Linked DNA regions of Sus scrofa: region 1 is linked to region 2. A link is a contact called in public Hi-C data. All regions are on one chromosome and are shown on one strand. Each heading gives the region's core, a stretch centred on a gene start, on an enhancer-like site or on the middle of the called end of the contact. The rest is flanking DNA. Distances are from core to core; before and after follow the strand shown.

Region 1 (2,700 bases), core at 101-2,600, 270 kb after region 2:
TTTGTGTAATCACATTTTATATTGTCTTCTCAAAAATATTTATCTTTTAAGAAGTATAATATTCATCTAAAATTTATGAGTAATTATAAGTTATACGTACCTCTTATATTTCATTTACTCTTTGGTTATATCTACAAAGAGCTGGAAATTAAAATAGAAACAAATCTTTTAAAAGTTTTTCAGATTAATCTGAATAGTTAGAATGCTTTTAGACTAACCTATGCAATGTAGACTTTGGGAAAAGGACTGTTATGTTAACTGTGGATTCTTAGGGCCACTTAGATGAAAACACAAAGTTGAGTCTAAAGAAATGGAAAATTTACTGCTTCAGGTTATACATTTTCATTTACTCATTAGTTTTACTGTTCTGCTAGACAATCATTTGGGTGAGTTTATCTGATTTTTGAAAATACCTTGTTGGTATGACAAAGCTGTAGCTTTTTGTAAAATAATTTTTGATATGGGAATTCCTCTCATTTTTAAACAATTCGTATGTACATACCAATATGATCTCTAGAATAAATAGTGTTTTGCAAGTTTGCTCGTATATTTTATAGAATTTATGAAGCCCTCGAAAATGGAGTTACTATCGTGGCTCAGCAGAAATGAATCGACTAGTATCCATGAGGGATGATGCAGGTTCCATCCCTGGCCTCACTCAATGGGTTAAGGATTTGGTGTTGCTGTGAGATGTGGTTGCAGATGAGGCTTGGATCTGGTATTGCTGTGGCTGTGGTGTAGGCCAGTGGCTACAGCTCTGATTCAGCCCAGCCTGGGAACCTCCATATACTGCAGGCGTGGCCCTTACAAAAAAAAAAAAGAAAGAAAGAAAATATAAGAAATTGTTACTAGATTTGCTTTTTTGCACAAGAGGATACATGGCTTATGTGAGAGTCTCAGAGCAAAATCTATTAGGACCAGCAATATTGGGAACCTTAGACACAGTTGTATTTTTACTTTTTCAAAGATTGATTTTAAGTAAAATATTATCTGATAATGTTTATTTGGTAAGCAAGCTTACTTTTCTTTATGGATAGAATAGACTAGAAATTTTAAGACTAACACACCAAACCTCGGGCTTTCTAAAGCCCACAATACAAAGTTATTTTACTGGATAAGTGTGTGGGCTTTAAAGTCACTGTAAGCACTTAACTGTTTTGTTAATTCCCTTTTCCCTCTAAGCTGACAGATTCAACCAGAAAACTAATAGGAAACCTTTGATTTCTTTAAATAGGATACGACTATATCTTCTCACTTAACTGAAGATCAAAGGGATGGTTGTTTTCCCCCAAACTTGATCACTATCACATGCTTTAGAGATAAGGAAAACCCAGACTTTTTCTGGGGAGGAGGGGAAAAGATTCATTGTAGCTCTAGTTTTTTATTAACCTTTTGCTTACTCTTTCAAGGCCATTTGTCTACCTTGTGTCCAAAGTTAAGCAAGCCCACAAAAAAAAAAAAAAAAAAAAAGATGGGTATTCCCTGTTAAAACTTGCAAACCAGGAATGATAAATGTTAGGTTACAAATTGTATCTAAGCCATTTAAATAAAGTAATACTTTCTCCATGATTTATTGTTAATTTACAAGAATTTATTTACTTTGTCCGAGGATTTATTCTAAAAGGAATATTCAGGTTCCAGGTACAAGTCCAAACTTAATACGAACCTTCTATTTTTTTAAGATAAACTAATTGTTAATAAAAATGGACTAGTTTTATTTATCCAAATTTGTTGCCAAATGGATCCGATACATTAATTTTAAAAAGATTTTAAAGAACAGGGGAAAAGATAAAGTCCATCAGATAAATGTACAAAAGAGGAAAATAAGTCATTAGAAGTCAATGATGTGGCTGCACTTTTGAAAAATTTGAAATGATTCACTACCATGCTTTGTTCTTTGCAAACCTTTGACTGTTTCTCCTATTTTATCAGAGAAATTTTTCAAGAATTCTAAACTTTTGTGCTTTACCAAAAATATCTGTACTTTAAATTTTGAACTTAATGATAATTTGAAACAATATCAAAATTAAAGGACAGGCTATATCCTAGAATTTCCCTTTTCTTGTGTACCCACTGTACTTCAGAACCTCTTTGGGACATGTCTTCCTTTGTCACAGATACTTTTTGTTACTCATTAAGCTAAAATTCTGGTAAAACCAAAAAGCCTTGAATAGTTTCGTGGCTGGGTGGTCTATGATTTCAAGAATTAGTTATGGTTTTACCAATTAACTCTTTTGATTGTTTTATACAAATTTTATTGGAAAAATGTCCTATGTGGAGACTTTTCCTTCTGGGAGTATGGGGACTTTTTTTCCCTTCTATGTGTGGGAGGGGAGTCTGCATTTGTAGTGCAAATGTTAAAATTTATTTAAAACACTACAACAAAATTTGGCCTGAGGTTTTTAATTCTCTTTTAATCAAGTGGTGTTTAAAGTAAATACGCATACAAGTAATTTCCTTTACCTGAGAACATGGCAAAGAGTAAAGAAAGATAAATGTGTGTGACACTGATTAAAAGTGACAGAATTTTAAAAGGACAAAATAAACTTTTTAAATTGATGCCATCAGTCTTGTCAGTGTGAGGGCACAGCGTTAAGGAAAGATTTTTTATTTTATTTATTTTTGGAAAGTAGTATAATGGAATATGTTCAGTTAGTCAAGGCTATTCCTGGAACTGGAATATAGTTCTTCTGTTCTTTG
Region 2 (2,871 bases), core at 264-2,763:
CACATGGAGATTCCCAGGCTAGGGGTTGAATCGGAGCTGCAGCCACTGGCCTACGCCAGAGCCACAGCAATGCTGGATCCGAGCTGCATCTGCAACCTACACCACAGCTCACAGCAACGCCGAATCGTTAACCCACTGAGCAAGGGCAGGGGACCGAACACGCAACCTCATGGTTCCTAGTCAGATTCGTTAACCACTGCGCCACGACGGGAACTCCTGCCTCCAGTTTTAATGTAAGTTAAAAGATAGTTTATTACAGCTTTTCTTTTCAATATTGCTGTGATTTGTTGTCTTTCAAATAATTACAGTTAGATAAAATTCTTCTTTTGTATATGAATGTTGAAAGGCTACTTTATGCAAGGAAGATTCCTCTAGAGATGAAAACTGTGCAATTTTTAAAAACAGAATCATCAAAATTAAAAAAAAGAAAAGTGTAATGGAATGGTATTTGTCTGCTATCTGATCAAGAAAGCCTCACAATTTCTTGTATTAACACAACTCATCCTAAATTCATAGGGTAATTTCGGCATGTACTTTCTCCTTGAGTTTATTATACTCTCCTCCCCCAACCTACTCAGAACTGCAGCCCATCAAATGCAATGAAAGCTCTTTTACAGGATGATATTATCTATTGCAGTTTGAGCTAGAATGGGAGCCCTTTGGAATGGGGGTGAGGTGGGGACCATATCTAATTCATCTTTTATTATCTTACCCTTTTTATATTTACATAAGATCTCCTACACAGTTAAACCTTAGTGTTTATTATTACCTTGAAACTTGAAATCTAAAATTTAGAAAAAGTCATGCCATGCCTATAGTTGTGTCTGTAGTTAATAGATAATGTGTTGATTATTTGTGTGTGTGCATGTTGAAATATGGTATCTATCATACATGAAGACAATATTATTGATAATGTATGAGATATGGTAACTTTTTTTTGCCTTTACAGTGGTGGTGGTTGTGGCTTTGGTCTGTACATTAATCATTACACTGAATAATCATGTGACTATTATAATTATTACTTCTGTGGTATCCTTATAAATATAATGTTATAGACACTGAATTGAATTCTAATGACTGTATTTTTTTTTTTTTTTTTTTGGCCGGGCCCTCAACAGGCATGTGGGCCCTTCCAGGCCAGGGAGCCAACCTACGCCACAGCAGTGATCTGAGCCATAGCAATGACAACACCAAATCCTTCACCAGGGAATTCCTAATGACTTCTTTTTCAAAGCATTTTTAGTGGTTTTCTTCTCTCAAGCTGAGCTACTAGGCAAAAATTTTACAACCAGCTGAAGTAGATAATAGATTAAGTGGAGTAATTAATTTTCAGTGGAGGTCTGACACATGTTGCCCATTGAACTTGTTAGGACTTGGCCTAGAGTTAGGCCCTTGAGAAAGTGATCAATCCCCTGGCCACCAGTCCTAAACTAGAGGTTAGTTATAACTGCAAAAATAAAAGAGTAAAGAAAGCCCAAGCTTGAGAGATACAAACTAATGTGTCAACACAGCTGAACTTGGGTCTCGGCTTATCCTGAGACAAATAAACTCTCTTTACAGAGGCCTCTCAGGTCCACAGGCCAAGGTTTTGTTAGTTGAACATTTGTTCTGTAACTTGTGAAATACAAACACAGTTTCTATAATAAACAATTAAATAGCTCTTAGTAAAACTTTAAGGATAAGAAAAAGCAAAAAAAAAAAAAAAGAATTTCCTTAGCAGTTGATGTATTTCTTTTGCTGTTAGTCATCATTAATGCAAGAAAACATCACTTACATATGCATATATACACATATGTCTGTGAATGTGTACAAAGAGCTTCCACCATGCTCCTTATTAATAATAAAATATAATTAACATTTTTCTATATATTCAAAAAAAGTTAGAAACCAGCAACGACTAGCAAACCAGAGTACTCTGCAGGTTATTGAGAAGATCTTTAAAAAATACATTTTTTTCCAACAACCAATTTCCACAAAGGAAATCAATCCAGGTAAAGATCTTTTTTGAATGAAAAGACTTAGTAGGAATACGGCCCAACCAAGCAAGTGAGATTTCTGTAGAGACTCCGGAAACTTATCAGGTCTTTGTTTTATAGCTCATTGGGTAAGAAAGTTCCTCCAACAAATTTCCTTTAAAGCATTTGTTAATATTAGTCATGATTCCTGTGGGGGCTCTTGAGCAAAAGATGGAAAGAATAGAAGTATAGTCCCTAGTAAGATTATTTGGCAAAATTAAGTATCAGATGCTCAACAGTGAAACTGTTAGGGCTTGCATTTAGGTATGATCAAAAAAAGTTCAACAAGTATATTATTCAGACTGCTTAATCAGTTGTGTGATTGAATTGTCAGGTTAGACGCTGGTCATCTCTGCCACATTGCTTCCCTTTATTGCTGAGTGTCTAGTGCTTAACCATTTGTTGAGTTGAAACCAGTTGATAAGTTTTTTTCTTTTTGCTTTTTAGGGCCACACCTGCAGCATATATGGAGGTTCCCAGGCTAGGGGTCGAATCAGAGCTGTAGCCTCCGTCCCTAGGCCACAGCCACAGCAACACAGGACCTGAGCCCCGTCTGAGAACTACACCACAGCTCATGGCAACATGGATCTTTAAGCCACAGAGTGAGGCCAGGGATCGAACCCACATCCTCACGGATACTAGTTGAATTGTTGAATTCGTAACCTGCTGAGCCGCAATGGGAACTCTGATTTTCTCATTTTTAATAGGGAAATGGAGATGTTTATTTCTGCCAAATATATGTGTTTACCCTTCACATTTTAATGCATCATCCTCACATATAAAATCTAAATGATGTTAATTCAACTGTGCCCAAAGTGATAGTAATCCTGGGTATGTATGTTCAGTTTTTATAGAT

The links. Hi-C and Micro-C count contacts between places; a contact is called where the count stands out from the background.
Region 1: a contact with region 2 is called in a Hi-C map of liver, with 2.1 times the contacts expected there. The contact joins two enhancer-like sites. A contact is called at or near these places in 1 of 5 promoter capture datasets (liver) and 1 of 47 Hi-C or Micro-C datasets (liver).

Annotation. Positions count from the first base shown.
Region 1 is chr13:178,303,136-178,305,835 of Sscrofa11.1, forward strand. All of the region lies in intron 2 of ROBO2 (roundabout homolog 2), which reads right to left. Among named protein-coding and RNA genes, the nearest start is that of ROBO2, 740 kb to the right of the region's middle. Within about 2 kb of position 1,351, at least 2 of the 83 cell types and tissues checked have an H3K27ac peak or open chromatin away from gene starts, as enhancers often do. A contact at or near this core is called in liver, where this site is marked.
Region 2 is chr13:178,033,643-178,036,513 of Sscrofa11.1, forward strand. All of the region lies in intron 2 of ROBO2 (roundabout homolog 2), which reads right to left. Among named protein-coding and RNA genes, the nearest start is that of ROBO2, 1.0 Mb to the right of the region's middle. Within about 2 kb of position 1,514, at least 3 of the 83 cell types and tissues checked have an H3K27ac peak or open chromatin away from gene starts, as enhancers often do. A contact at or near this core is called in liver, where this site is marked.